Regions from separate parts of the Mus musculus genome. Here regions 2, 3, 4 and 5 are each linked to region 1. Evidence: chromatin contacts called from public ChIA-PET, Hi-C and HiChIP or PLAC-seq data. All regions are on one chromosome and are shown on one strand. The core of a region is the stretch at or near the end of the contact, and the rest is flanking DNA. Distances in the headings are between cores, read along the strand shown.

Region 1 (2,700 bases), core at 65-2,564:
GCAAGGACTTGGGCTGTCCCTGGTGAACTGTTAACCAGGCTGGAACAAGCAGCCACATGTGCCTGTGGATTTCCTCTCAGCTCTACTGAGGAGGCAGCAGATGGTGTTGGGGGGAGCATGGTGGCTGTTGGCTGGGCCAGCTTTTGAGTAGTGCTAATTCTGACTTCCGCCCTCCATCTTCCACACATTGTTTTTGATTTCTGTCTGATAATTCTCCTTTGGACACACATTTTGTCTGGGGGAAGGGGTTGGACAAGATGGGTCTCTAGAACTGGACGTCATCCTACTTTTCAATGACTCCTAATCGGGAGGATGCTTTTATACTTGGTCTTTGGGGAGCATCAGAGGCCACTTACTTTTCCCCATTTGTACTGATAAAAGCTCACTGGTGACACAATGAATTAGACAGCCATGTTTAACCTCTTTAGGGTCACTGCCAATCTGAGAAGGTCTTTAAACTGCTTTTCCTCTTGATAGAACACCATACTACATTGATTCTGACATTGATTGCACCCTGGACAAAGTCACAATGACTTCTTATAGCTCAAGGATAAAGTCTCTATTCCATTCTGCCTTCCCCAGTCTGGACTTTTCTTCTTAGCCATGTATCCCATTTTCTGCACCAACAAGACGGGTGAACTCACTGTCTCAATGCCCATAAATCCCATCCATGGTGTGCCCTGTACAGAGCTCTGAATGCTGGTCACACATGTTTATTTTCCTCTCTGAACTCACTAGTGGGAGCTGGTGGGAGCTAACCCACCCCAACCTTCTAGTGATCCCTTCCAACCTCTTTTAGCAAATCCTTGAACACCTTATCACCATCACCATGTCCTCATCTGGGCCTATCTCTCAAGCTTTGATAATTTAAGTTCTCCTCCCTCAAGGAAGACTATAAGCTCCTAGAAGGCAAAGATATCTGACCCATACCACAGTGCTCTGCAGGTCAATAAACAACTAAAGTGTATTATGAAGAACCCAACTAGTATAGAAGGAATTATAATTTTTCTTAAAGATGACCTTGAAGATCTCACACTTGAAAATTCCAATAACACCAGCAATCTGTGTACTTGAAATCGATAAACTTAGTCATGAGTAGACTTTTGTACCAGCCTGGTTTGGAACACACAGTCAGTGTTCCAAACGCACGGTGGGAGGAACCTCTCCAAGGGTCGCAGAAACGGGGCTGTGTTCCTATCGCTGCTGTAAACTAGCTCTGGTGTTGCCCATGAGTGAAGCTGTACTCTTGGAAGCTCTGATCTCTCATCTGTGTGAAGCAGAGTATACTCAGCCTAGATAACAGAAAGACAGGATGAGGCTGGGCCATAATGGTGTGTGGCTCATGCTGTTGTCTAAGTTTAAACCTTGATGCCTGTTTCCTGTTTTCTCTCCATGACACTGCCCCTCCCCCTCCTATTCCCCTCCCCCTCTCCCTTCCGTTTCCCTTTCACTTTAAGTGTCAGCAAGACTGATAGCGATCTCCCTTTCTTTTCATTTCTTCTCTTGTTCTAACCACACTTCAGTGTGTCCTCTTTAGATAAACATTTCTCCTGCCACAGGTGCAAAATGTACACACAAGCTTCAGTTTGTAGCACTTCCAGGATTTTTCACTAAAAATGGAGGTGCGGTGGGGTGGTGGGGTGGTGGGGGGACTCTTTGACCCATGAATACATTTTCTTGTAATTAAACAGTGTGTCTCCACTAAAGAGTGCCAAGCTTTTCATAAGCATGGCTCCACTCATCTCTCATCTCCTGTCAGCTATTAGGGCTTTAGGGTGTGGCTGAGAAGATGTCCATTGAGCCAACCCATGGGACGACTGGGAAATTGAGACTTGGAGCACTCAGCAATTTGTCCTAGGGGTTTGACTGTGCCTTGTAGAGTTGGGGAGTGAAACGTGGGGCATGAGTTTCTGGCCCCTTCTCTAACTGCAAGCAGGGAAACAAGTCTGTGCAGGGTCTCAGGAAGAGAACCGATCCCAGTACAGGCACGAAAGGGTGCTGCCTGAGGATTAGGGAGTGATGAGTGAGGCTGGCCTTAGGATCTGACTGGAGACAGGCGAAGGAAAGAGGATTTCTCTGATTGAAGACCTTTCTAGACAAAGAAAAGGGAAAGCTTCCATTCTTCAAGACAAAAAGAGGTTTAAAAATACATATACAGGCCACTTTTAACTGTGTGGTGGTGTCCAGTGCTAACTACCAAGCTGCATTTATATGCTTCCGATATCCCAGCATCTCTCTGAGGTCTAGTTAGAAATGGATTTATCAGGAAGCTAATAGAGCTTAAGTACCTACCTGTACCCCTTAAAACTCTGGAACGCCTTGGTAATCGGCTCACATGGTATCGCTTGCAGATTGTGAAAGTAGGGATTTCTCGTTTTTTCTTGCTTTTGTCAAGAAAGTAAAATACATTAGACTTTTGTTGTTCATTTGATACATAACTTTAAAGGTACTTAGTGTGTGGGCAATATGCATTCTTGTTTCAGATGCTAATAAATGAGCTGTATTTCATTTCAACTTGTATTTTTTTAAGAGCACTCCCCATCTTGTTCCAAACATTTAGAAATTAATCCCTAGAATCAGCATTTCCCAAAAATACCAAGTTGTTTCTCCTGGCAAGGACACATGTAGGGCCTCTGGCTGGCATCGTGAGGTACAGGTAGAGGGCCGTTGTGTGAGTGTTCTGTCTTCCTTGCTGTCTCT
Region 2 (2,700 bases), core at 195-2,694, 830 kb before region 1:
CACGGACGTACATGGTTATAGCTCTTATTTTATATGTGTGTAGGGATTTGAACTCATCTCCTCATCTTTATGCAGAATATACTCTTAACTGCTGAGCCATATTGCCATTTTACTGAATTTGATTATATATGGAGATATTTAATGACACAGTGCATGGATAAAGCGAAAATATTATTTTGGATTAATTACCTTCATGGGAAATAAATGGTATGATACATAAATGCACATACACAATATCTATATATCTATATATTTGAAGCAGTATATCTTATCAAACTTTGAAAAAAGTAGCAGGTTGCCATGATCATCATGAATATGCAAAAACACAACTTGAGAAGCTTTTGACTTTTGATAGCTTTTCTGGAAAGAAACGTGTGTGTTAGTGGTGCTGGGAAGTTTTTGACCAGTCTGACACAAGCTAGAGTCACCTGGGAAGAAAGACCCTCAATGATGGAAGTGCCTCCACCCAGTTGGACTGTTGCAAAGGCTGTAAGGCATTTTCTTTCTGATGTAGGAGGTGACACTCAGAGCAGTGTCACCCCTGGGCAGGGGTCCTGGGTTGTACAAAGTAGCAAGTTGAGTGAGACATAGGGGAAGCCAGCCAGTAAGCAACACTCCTCCATGATCTCTGCTTCAGTTCCTGATCCAGGTTTGTGTCTTGAACTCTTACCCTCAATGATGAGTTGTGACCTGAGAGTTGTAATATGAAATAAACCCTTTCTTCTTCAAGTTGTTTTTCCTAGGAACATTTTAGAATATTCTATCCTAACAATTAAAAGCAAACCAGGACAGACTTTACTCCCAGAAGTAGGGTCTTGCTGGACAAATCTAACGTGTTTGTATTGGGATGATTACAGAATGGTTCTGGCGCTTTGGGCTGGGAAAGCTGTCAGGTGCACAGAACTCAATGGCTGTTAGGAGAACAATGCGGAGGCCCGTGTCTGTCTGCCTCCAGTGGCAGGATTACAAGGATTTTGCACTGTGATGGATTTTTATTTAGGTGCTGGGGAACTGAACTCAGACCCTACATGTGTGTGGCACTTTACAGTTTACCAACTGAGCCATCCCCCAAGTCTCAAGCATTCATTTTCCACATCTAAACTTTAAGAAGGCACAGTCACACAAAGTTTATACTGAGAGCTTATTCGGTGAATATAGTATTTAAAACTGGCTATCCACTCTTTAGGCTACCTCAAACCTTGGTTTTGTTTTGTTTTTATAGTTAGGTTGCAGTCTTATGACAGAAGAAGTGGTAACCCTTTTTGATTGTTAATAGGACAGTCTCTCAAGGTGACCCGTTGAAAGTGTAATACAAATGATTGTAAAACAGATGAAAATTTATTTGTGATATCCGTCCATGAAGGCTCCATTGTCATAAATGTTCACAGACCTGGTAAACACGGTTTGCTTTGGTGTCTTGTTAAATAGCAATGTGAAAGTGAAAGCTCTTTTTTTTTTCCTATTACTTATAGCTTTGTGTCAGTGAGCTACCACTTTTGGAACTCCTGCTCCCTCCACAGGAGGAGGTTAAAGAAAATACCAAGGGAAACAGGGAAACTGGTGGTCTGCTCCTTACTTCCATGTCTGTTGCCAGTCAGCAAGTTTGGGTCTAGACTCTGCTGCTGTGATAAAAGTCCATGACCAAAGCAACTTTTAATAGAGTACTTGGGCTTATAGCACTAGAAGGCTAAGCGTCCGTCGTCATCATGGAGGGGTGGAATGGCAGCGGTCAGGTACGGTATCTGGAGCTGCAAAGCAAGACTTCACATCTCAAATTGCAAGCATGAAACAGCAAATTGGGAATCTCAAAATCTGCCTCTGGTGACATACTTTCTCCAGCAAAGCAAGACATCTAAATCTCCCAAGCACCACACCACTGCAGACCAAGTGTTCAGATGCCCAGGACTGTGGGGACATTCTCATTTAACCATCATACTCCATATCACCACCACAGAGAGAAGAATGATCCAACCATAGAGAGATGCTGGTGGCTATGACGCTCTTGGGAATGTGATCATATACAAAGCTAATTAGTTTTCTTGCCGTAGAGCTCTGGCATGCCCAGGTGCCAGAGGACATGGTGTCCATGCAACAGACCCAGAATCCTGGCAACAGGCTGAGGTGATGCAGACTTCCTGCAAATGACTCTGTTCACATTAAGAAGTTTTGTTGCCAGTGAGGAAACATAGCTTTCTTTGCCAAGGCATAGAAAGACTCATGTGAGATTTTTTAGTCAGTTCTTCTTTTAGAACGGTGGTTCCCAACCTTCCTAATGTTGCAACCCTTTAATGCAGTTCCTCAGGTGTGTGGACCCCAATCATAGCATGACTTTTGTTGCTACTTCATAACCTCATTTTGCTACTCTTGTGAATTGTAATGTAAATGCCTAATAGGATACCTGATTGCGTGACTCCTGTGAAAGGGCTGTTTAACCACAAAGGGTTATCGGGACCCACGGGTTAAGAACTGCTGTTTTAGAACTTTCAGTCGATAGTGTCACTTGCCAAAGAAAGATGATTTTCAAAAAATAGTAATTCTAGGGCATGATGAACTTTTGCTTGGGAATGTTTACTTACGTACACAACACCGATAATTTAATTATTATTCATCCCTTAGTGGCTTTGGGATGATCAGCCTTGGGGTGATTCTAAGCCCAGGAGGAGTGTGAATTTGACAAACACTTTAGAGTCAGCTGCTGCT
Region 3 (2,700 bases), core at 108-2,607, 750 kb after region 1:
GGTGAATATGGTCAAAACATTTTATTATGTATTTGTAAAATAGTTAAAAGGTAAGTAAAATACATTCTAAAAAAGTATCTTAGATGTTCTTCTCACCAAGTTTTAGAATAGAAAGATATTATAAACTTTAATTATTTTTATTTACTGGTTGTAAGCTATAGGGTATTTTGCCTGTTCAGCTCCCTTGAGAAACATCTGGCTCTGTCTGGAGACTGTTAAAACTGATAGAACATACTGGTGTCTGACAAGCAGAAACCAGGAATGCTGTTAAGTAAACCCTATCACAAGAAGCATCCATCCCCCCAAGCCGACTGTGATGGGGTTAAGAAACTATTTTAGACTGGAGGAAGATAGAGCCCAAGAGGCTCAGTGACTATGGCTGGAGAATCTTGTGGTCTCACATGTTATAAAGATGATGCTGTGGAGACCGATATCATTTCATGGCACCCAGTTCCATAAAATATTAATAAATGCACATCCTGCTACCATTTGTATGCTCATTACAAACTCCTCTATTGGAATGTTAGTGTATGTGATTTCTGTTTTTCCCCCACACATCACTTTTCAGCCCTTCCTTACCTGCACTCCAAAACACAAATATATACATATATATATATATATATATATATATATATATATGTACACATGCATGCATGCATACACACATATACAAATTTTATCACTGTAAACATAAAACGGAGGGTTTCCACTGCATACGCAAAGGTAAGGACTTTCTTCTGGACACCTATTTCAAACCAGATCATTTCACTACAATTGTTTAAGAGATGTCTGTACAAAGATGCTTCCCTGTGTAGGTCCTGTTGATCTACAACTGGACCTGGATTGAAGTGTTCGCATGTAAGAATTGTGTCTTCATTCCAAGAGGGTTTTAGGGCCAATTGCAGAAATTGTTTATAGAAGGAAGAATGAGACTAGCAGAGGGTGTCTTGGTGAGCAAGCCACACAAATTCACAGGAAACAGTCTTCATCAGTTCTAGTATCTGTGGTTTTCTCGAATTCTTCTCAGATCTTATTCTGGGAAAAAAAAGTTACCAAGTCAATAGTATTAATGGACTTGACTTTTCTCTTTTTTAAAAAACAAAACAAAACAACCCCAGAAAAACCTGAGAGGACCCATTGTCATCACAGGCTGGAAATGGAGAGGAGAGTAGTGCTGAGAAGGAATCTGGTGGGACAGAGGAGGGGTGACAGATGGGCAGCGAAGTGGAAGGAGATGCAGAGGTTTCTGAGACTAAAAAAGCAACTGAAAATAGTGATCTCCTTTAAATATCATTAGTGAAACCACACAGTGATGTCACTTCTGATCACGCTGTGATGTGAGTTGCTGATGTGGAGATAACCAGCTTCCTTTTGCGCATTCACAGGCTGTCTGCAGTGGAAAAGACCTTCAAGTTGACTGTGAGTGGGTGCGACTCATCAAGAAAAATAACCTCACCACCACAACAACACATGATGGGAGAGACCGAAACTTCTTTGGGAGAACATAAGGGGAAAAAAAAAAGAAAAAGTGAAGTCTAAATATTATTAAACACATGAAAGCAGAGTCATTTACTTATTAGGAAGGCGCTCATTCACACACAGGTAGACTTGTGGTCCCTTAGAAGTACGTAAACACAACCCGTCAGTCCACCACAGTCAACATCAGAATTTCTTGGGAAATGCCTCATGAAAGAGTTTTTAAAGAATAATATGACTGTGGATCTGTCAAATAATTTCCCAAAAGCCATGAAAGATGAGTTGCTCTGCTCTGTTATGCATTTCCTTCCCTTGCACGGGCACTCACAGCTTGCCAAATTTAGTCTGAGATCTGAACAGAGAGAAAACATGAACTCTTTCAACTGAAGTTCGGCTTCCTGTTTCTACATGGCCTCTCATACTCTGGGCCATTCTGCAGATCTACCCAGGTGTGTTTCCTGGACACTTGATAAAAATCATTCTCACATCAAAGTTGACCAAAAATGATTGATGATAAGTAGTTAAGGGTTTATAAATGCCAGACTATGGGAGATGATTGTAAAATAAATAGATATAAATAAATAAATAAACAAATAAATGTAAGCCCTCCAGTCTACTTCTATGTTCATTTATTCTTCTGTTTATAGCAGTCTGAGGCTACTCGAGGCTTAAAACAAAATATTGACATACAGATGTCATGTTGGGACATACATGTCCAGGTGACCTATTGTGAGTTGTGGATTACTTCATCCCCTTTCTGTATCTCAGCATCATTTTATCCGAACTGGAGTAGAAGACCTGCTCAAGACCGAAAGTGTCTTCAGACTCTCTTCAGGATTGCTGGGTTGACTGGAGCAGCATCTTATATACCTCAGCCACCCATCTCATAGGCCTCCATATGCATTTGTTAAAGACCACATACTCTGGACCAGCAAGATGGCTCAGTGGGTAACAGAACTTGCTAACAAAGCTGACAGCATGATCTTGATCCCTTCTCCCACCATGTGGTCCACTCTGGTTGTCCACAGTCCTCCATTGTGCATACTGTGGTATGCCTCCACACACAGTAAATAAATGAATAGAGTAAAATGTTTTAAAGAATTAATTTATTCTGTGTCCAACCTTGGAGTTTTTAAAACCTACAAAAATGGAACACAAAAAGCTATGTATTAACCGGTTTTGTTCCAGTCACTCTTCCCTATCTGGGGCCAAGTGTAAAATATT
Region 4 (2,700 bases), core at 123-2,622, 900 kb after region 1:
TGGTAATAGGTACATGTGGCTAGTGACTACTGTGTTGGATATTAAAGAGCTGTTTACCTGTGGAAGCAGGGTCAGACAAAAAGAACAGAGCTGGTTGTAACAGGAAGATGTTACAACTGCCCTCTTTCAGAGTCATTTTGGAGAAGATCAGAAAGTGTGAGAATAAAGGTGGGGAGCCATAAAGATTTTGAAATCTGAGAAGTAAGCATGCTCTGAAATTATAAAGGTATTTACAAATGAAAATTAATGCCGACATAGCAGTGATGGGGCTATATTATACACAACAGAAAATGGGATCTATTTTGAAAGATTACATTTAAAAAATGGAGAATATAGCTACTAAGGAAGTATTTGAGTACTTAGATATCACCAATAATATTTTAAAGAAAAATAATTTAAAACACCTCATATATGTGTGTATCTGTGTATAGAGGTGCGGGCATGCGTGTGTGCGTAGCAAGTGCTCTTAATCTCTGATCCACCTCTAGGTTCAAGGATTTTCTTCCTTGCCTTTTTTCTTTAAGATATATTAAAGCATGCACATATATTTATATGAAAACAAATTACATGGGCGAATACTGATGGGATGTCTATACTGCTCTCAGCTTAGGAATTGGTACCCATCCTTGTTTATACAATCGAGAACTCTGCTTCCCATCATCTCAATCAGAGCCTCACCCAGACTCAGGTGTTTGACCTGGTGTTTCATAGCTTACAGTGCCTGCTTCTTCCTCCCTGAAGTCAACCCTATCCACAGAACCAAGGTCATATTGCTCCTCACATGAAGGACGTGTTCTTTAGTGTCTGAGGAGTGAATGTATATGATAACCTACAGTCCTTTTTTGAAATTCTAACCATCACTATGAAGGTTTTGGAGATAAAGCCCATAGGAAGTAAATTAATCACAAAAGTGAATTCCTCAAAATTCAATTTGTGTCTTTTAAAGTGTACAGCATAGCTTCATCACATCTCTTCATTTTTCTCTTTGTCTCTCTTTCCTCTCTCCTCTCTCCTTTAGGTACCAAATATCTGAAATAAAAAGATATCTGTCTACACAGTGGGAGAAGGAGGATCCGCAGCCGATACTAGGTCTGTCAGAACTTTGACTTTGAACTTTGAGCGTCTGGATCTATAAGAAATGAATGTTCTGTTTTTACCGACCCTAGATATCAGATCCTATTCTAGCAGAGCAAACTGGTTAAGACAAAGGGCCTCTTGATATAAACATTGCTCAACTGCAGCAGAAAATACATGTTTTTGCATGTATGGGTCCTTGTCTGTCAAATCTCAAAAGATGCTATCTTCCATCTTCATTTTAGGTCTAACAAAGCTGTGGCACCTTCTTTGCTGTCTCTTCATCTTGTACACATTGTTCTGATGATTTCCTCATTTGATTCATCCTTCAGCATGCACCTTGAAGTCACTTCCTCTGCAAATGTCTCCCCACAACAGCCCCCTGAAAAAGATGCAGAGGTCCTTTATTCAACCCCCCGTTATCAGCATGACACTGGATTCTTATTTTCCATTTACTTTTTCCCCCCAAAGTGTAAGGAAAACCCATGTTTATTCTTTATATTCCCACTACCCTCAGTGACTGGTACCCAGGAAGCATTGGCTTCCTTCAAGTCTGTTGACTTAGTGCTCACACTCTCATTTCTCATTATGAGCCTGGTGATGTCTGAGGTAGCTTAAGTGGTCATGGCTCTGCGTCTACACGTAAATACCTGTCAAAAATAGCCAATGGTGATGTCTTTAATCTGGGGAAAATTCCTCATTTAACTATTAAGTAAAATATATATTAATTTTTAAAAATTTAGCATATTATTAGAGAAGATTCTTTTGCTATCACTAACTCAATAATCTCAAAATAATAGACAGGTCTGAGGAATATTAATGCAAACAAATATTGTTGCTATATAGTATTTTGAATATTTTCTCTACTTTTCAGCTTTTTAAAATATTGTAGACTATATTCTTGTTCTATGTATGTATTTATTCAATATTATGCATATGACTTTCTTTTCTTTTTCTTATTAAGCCCTTCCAACCTTGTGTTGGCCTTGAGTACTAAAGAAAGAATGTCGAGATATTAACTTGGTTTAAATGCAAAAATCTATTCTAAATGAGAAATTCAATATTCTATAGACCCATCTTTAAAGCTGTTATACATTTGGTCACTGCAGTTTACCTCCCTGTATTTCCATCTCGTTAAGCCAAAGTGAATAGACACAATGATGCTGTTTGAAGGCCTTTTTAGCTCTAAATTCCAGAACTTCCTTACATTTATTTTATTTCATTATACAAAATAAAAATATGTATAATTTAGTAGCCTTTTATATGTATGCATTCTCAGGGTTTCACGGGAATCCTGTCATGGCAACATTAGGAAAACAGCCAACCTTCTTCATATCATCTTATGAGGTCCTAAGGAAGGAAAACGACAAGGCAGTGCATTTGGTGATGACTGGAGAGGGTATTGACAATTCTATTAGAATTTGTATTCAGCAAGATTTAACTCAACTCTCTCTTCATTTCATTCCTTTATTTATTTTTTTATTTCCTTATATAATGCAGGAAAAAATAATACAATGATTAATAAAACCCAATATTTGCCCCATCCCTGATGCAAAGCAATGGTTAAGATAAATGAGCAAGCCCAGAATAGCTCATCTGGAAAGACTAATGAGAGAAAGGGAGGAT
Region 5 (2,700 bases), core at 52-2,551, 770 kb after region 1:
TTCCATGGTGCAATATTTAATATTTAGAATTAAAGCCTGGGGAAGGAAATATTATTGTTGAGTAGGAAAAATAAATTTAAAGTTGAAATTGTCCTTAAATGCACCATTTACTTTTTGAGAATCCATGCCACCTAGTACTTCACAGCTCAACCTCTTCTGTGAGTATGTTGGAGGTAACCTTCCTGAAGGAAGAGGCCATATGTTATGCCCATTGTGATGTTTAGGGTTTAGATTTGTTCCCATGGTCCTTCAGTTTTCTTTAGGATGCATCTCTCAGCAGGTGTGCCCACTGAGGAGTCTGAAAAACGATCTGACTTTGAACAGCTGCTTGCTTGACTAGAGCCAAGTTTTCTTGATTTATTCTGAGTCTGCTCCATTCTTGGGCTGCTAGTCTCTACTATGCCCAATCCACACACCCCTTGCCTCTCTCATATGTGATTCCTTTTTGAAATTCAAATGTAGGAGACTCACTCAGTTATATTGTTCTCATGATCTGTTTTACAATCTTGTCTCTCAGTCTTTTTGGTTAGTCCTTAAAGCCACACTTGGGCATTATCCCTCTCTACAAGCCTACTTCAGACAAAGTTAATTATTCCTCCATCTGAGGGACATTATCACCTCATTCATATTTGTTGTGCTTTTTGGAGGAGACTGCCTCATTGTTAAATATCCATTTGCCAACATACAAGATATCATGATATTCCATTGTTTCTATTACTTAGTTGAGGAGCTGCCATGGGGTAGAGATCTTGGGCAAGTGCAAAATTGAATGGCTGAGTAAACGAAAGCAAAGTTATCTGGTTCTTGAGGGATTGAACACAAAGCTTAGATCCTCTGGTTACCTTATTACCATAGACATTTAAAATATTCAATACACTTTGCTTCCAGGCCTATAAAAATTTCTGTTTGTCATCTCCCACAGAGTTGACTCTTGGGCTATGACTAATTACATGTGAATATTAGTAGATAGAAAAAAATCAAATTTTTAATTGGATGGATTCCAATCATAGCCACAAATATTTTACAACCATAGACTAAGTGTATTTATGTGAATGTGATACGTAAATTTGTATGAACCTATATATGCTATAATTTAGTATAAGTAAACCATCAAATACACTCAAGTTCTTCCTTCGAAGGAGTCACTTGAATGCAAACTCAACTCTAACCAGGAAACCAAAAGCATTTAGAGGGCAGTGCTTAGTCAGCCTGGACCAACTTGTTCTACCTGTTAGGGACAGAGTCCTGATGAAGTCCCCATGTTCAGGGAGTTGTTTCTGGAGTAGCAAGAAGCATTCTGTGTCTCCCCCTGCTGGTTGATGGAATGACTAAAGGGAGCAACCCCTTAGGACTCCTCACGGTCATGACCTTACAGCCTGTGCCATCTGGTCATTGGCTTCTGTGAACTTTTAATGAGGAAAGTTGATGTCGAGTTCACATCAGGTTATTTCCTCTCATCCCCAGCTTGCAAACTCTGCTTAATTAGCATTCTGCATTTCTTAACAATTCTAACTTCACATCCCACTGAAATAAAGCATTAGGAAACCCTCTCCTTGCATATTTTAATTCCAGGCTATCACTACATTTTGATTAGATTAAAATTGTTTTTAAAAGCCTGTGTTTGAAAATAATCTGCAGGGTTACCGCAAAGGATATTGCTTCCTCTAGTCAACCAGCCACCAAGAGACACGAAGAAAGAAAAGTATAACGCCAAGTAAGGTGATTCCACAAGATATTTGGAAGAGGAAAGAATTATCTACAATTTGTTTGTATTATCTCATTAACTGTACTTGGTAATTATATATCAAAAGAATTTGAAAAAGGTTTTTGTTGTGAGTATTTTAGTTTACAAAGAAGGCATTGCATAATAAATGGCTTACAAAGCAGAAAAGGTTCTCACCAAATGGTGACAGTTAAAATTAGAAACCAAAGTGGTACCATTATCAGCTATGAAGTGAAGACATCAGAGCAGAGAGTAGAAAGACAGAGAGACAGAGAGAGAGAGAGAGAGAGAGAGAGAGGGAGGGAGAGGGAGAGGGAGAAAGAGAGACAGAGACAGAGACAGAGACAGAGAGAGGCTGAAAGACAGGAAATGAGACAGAGATAGAGGAGGATCTCCATAAGCTAAATGTGCTCAGTCCTAAGTAATAAATGCTTCCATCAGAGGCTTTAGAGAAGAAGGTGGACAGTTTAGACTCATTCTGTGCCATTCTAATTGCTGAACTGGGAAGATAGCACATGAGACAAACACAGAGATGTAGGTGAGTTGGGAGATGACCAAGGTGAGAGAAAACTGGACTGGATTAGTAACAGTAAAAGCACTAAGATGTGATTGTAGATATTTGAAAACATGGTGTACATTTGCTTGTTGATTACATGCATGGTAGAAAGAAGGAGAAAAACCAAGTCCATGTACAGGATGTGGCACCTTAGCAAACACTTGGGTAGAGAGAGCTGGGAGGGGCAGAATTAATTTTAAATTTAAATATAGTATTTTGATTAATTCTTTCAAAGATTTATGCATGCACATAATATATTTTAATCAGCCCTACCCCTGACCACTCTCCTCCCCCTAACTTCATTCTTCTGTTTTTTGCTGTTATTATTTGTCATAAGCCTCAGAATACAGTTCATGCTGCCTGTATTTGCACAGATATGGGACCACCCACTGGAATGTGGTATTGACTGACCAGCATCTAT

What was found. A called contact is a pair of places that touch in the nucleus more often than the background predicts. ChIA-PET counts read pairs in DNA pulled down with a chosen protein or histone mark. HiChIP or PLAC-seq counts read pairs in DNA pulled down with a chosen protein or histone mark.
Region 2: an RNA polymerase II ChIA-PET map of memory CD8 T cells shows a contact between it and region 1, with 8 read pairs. The contact joins two enhancer-like sites.
Region 3: a contact with region 1 is called in an RNA polymerase II ChIA-PET map of memory CD8 T cells, with 40 read pairs. The contact joins two enhancer-like sites. A contact is called at or near these places in 1 of 15 datasets of contacts at CTCF or cohesin (pro-B cells), 4 of 484 Hi-C or Micro-C datasets (the C10 cell line, CD4 T cells, CD8 T cells and 1 more) and 7 of 115 datasets of contacts at active chromatin or transcription factors (CD4 single positive thymocytes, CD8 T cells, T-cell acute lymphoblastic leukemia and 4 more).
Region 4: a contact with region 1 is called in a Hi-C map of double positive thymocytes, with 8 times the contacts expected there. The contact joins two enhancer-like sites. A contact is called at or near these places in 1 of 484 Hi-C or Micro-C datasets (double positive thymocytes) and 1 of 115 datasets of contacts at active chromatin or transcription factors (large pre-B cells).
Region 5: a contact with region 1 is called in an H3K27ac HiChIP or PLAC-seq map of T-cell acute lymphoblastic leukemia, with 8 times the contacts expected there. The contact joins two enhancer-like sites. A contact is called at or near these places in 1 of 39 promoter capture datasets (the C10 cell line), 2 of 15 datasets of contacts at CTCF or cohesin (pro-B cells and stem cell-derived epiblast-like cells), 9 of 484 Hi-C or Micro-C datasets (B cells, the C10 cell line, CD4 T cells and 4 more) and 2 of 115 datasets of contacts at active chromatin or transcription factors (T-cell acute lymphoblastic leukemia and large pre-B cells).

What each region holds. Positions count from the first base shown.
Region 1 is chr17:51,407,182-51,409,881 of GRCm38.p6, forward strand. No RefSeq gene overlaps it. Among named protein-coding and RNA genes, the nearest start is that of C330011F03Rik, 40 kb to the right of the region's middle. Within about 2 kb of position 1,315, at least 90 of the 459 cell types and tissues checked have an H3K27ac peak or open chromatin away from gene starts, as enhancers often do. A contact at or near this core is called in B cells, CD4 single positive thymocytes, CD8 T cells and 7 more, where this site is marked.
Region 2 is chr17:50,579,162-50,581,861 of GRCm38.p6, forward strand. The region is part of intron 1 of Plcl2 (phospholipase C-like 2); the gene reads left to right. Among named protein-coding and RNA genes, the nearest start is that of Plcl2, 71 kb to the left of the region's middle. Within about 2 kb of position 1,445, at least 40 of the 459 cell types and tissues checked have an H3K27ac peak or open chromatin away from gene starts, as enhancers often do. A contact at or near this core is called in memory CD8 T cells, where this site is marked.
Region 3 is chr17:52,161,409-52,164,108 of GRCm38.p6, forward strand. It overlaps Gm19585 (predicted gene, 19585), which reads left to right. Exons shown (of 4, transcript NR_155494.1): 4 at 1,386-2,078. Among named protein-coding and RNA genes, the nearest start is that of Gm19585, 13 kb to the left of the region's middle. Within about 2 kb of position 1,358, at least 81 of the 459 cell types and tissues checked have an H3K27ac peak or open chromatin away from gene starts, as enhancers often do. A contact at or near this core is called in CD4 single positive thymocytes, CD8 T cells, T-cell acute lymphoblastic leukemia and 3 more, where this site is marked.
Region 4 is chr17:52,310,844-52,313,543 of GRCm38.p6, forward strand. It overlaps Gm41600 (predicted gene, 41600), which reads left to right. Exons shown (of 3, transcript NR_169078.1): 2 at 1,019-1,089. Among named protein-coding and RNA genes, the nearest start is that of Gm41600, 7.7 kb to the left of the region's middle. Within about 2 kb of position 1,373, at least 10 of the 459 cell types and tissues checked have an H3K27ac peak or open chromatin away from gene starts, as enhancers often do. A contact at or near this core is called in double positive thymocytes, where this site is marked.
Region 5 is chr17:52,181,625-52,184,324 of GRCm38.p6, forward strand. No RefSeq gene overlaps it. Among named protein-coding and RNA genes, the nearest start is that of Gm19585, 34 kb to the left of the region's middle. Within about 2 kb of position 1,302, at least 20 of the 459 cell types and tissues checked have an H3K27ac peak or open chromatin away from gene starts, as enhancers often do. A contact at or near this core is called in B cells, T-cell acute lymphoblastic leukemia, Th1 cells and 1 more, where this site is marked.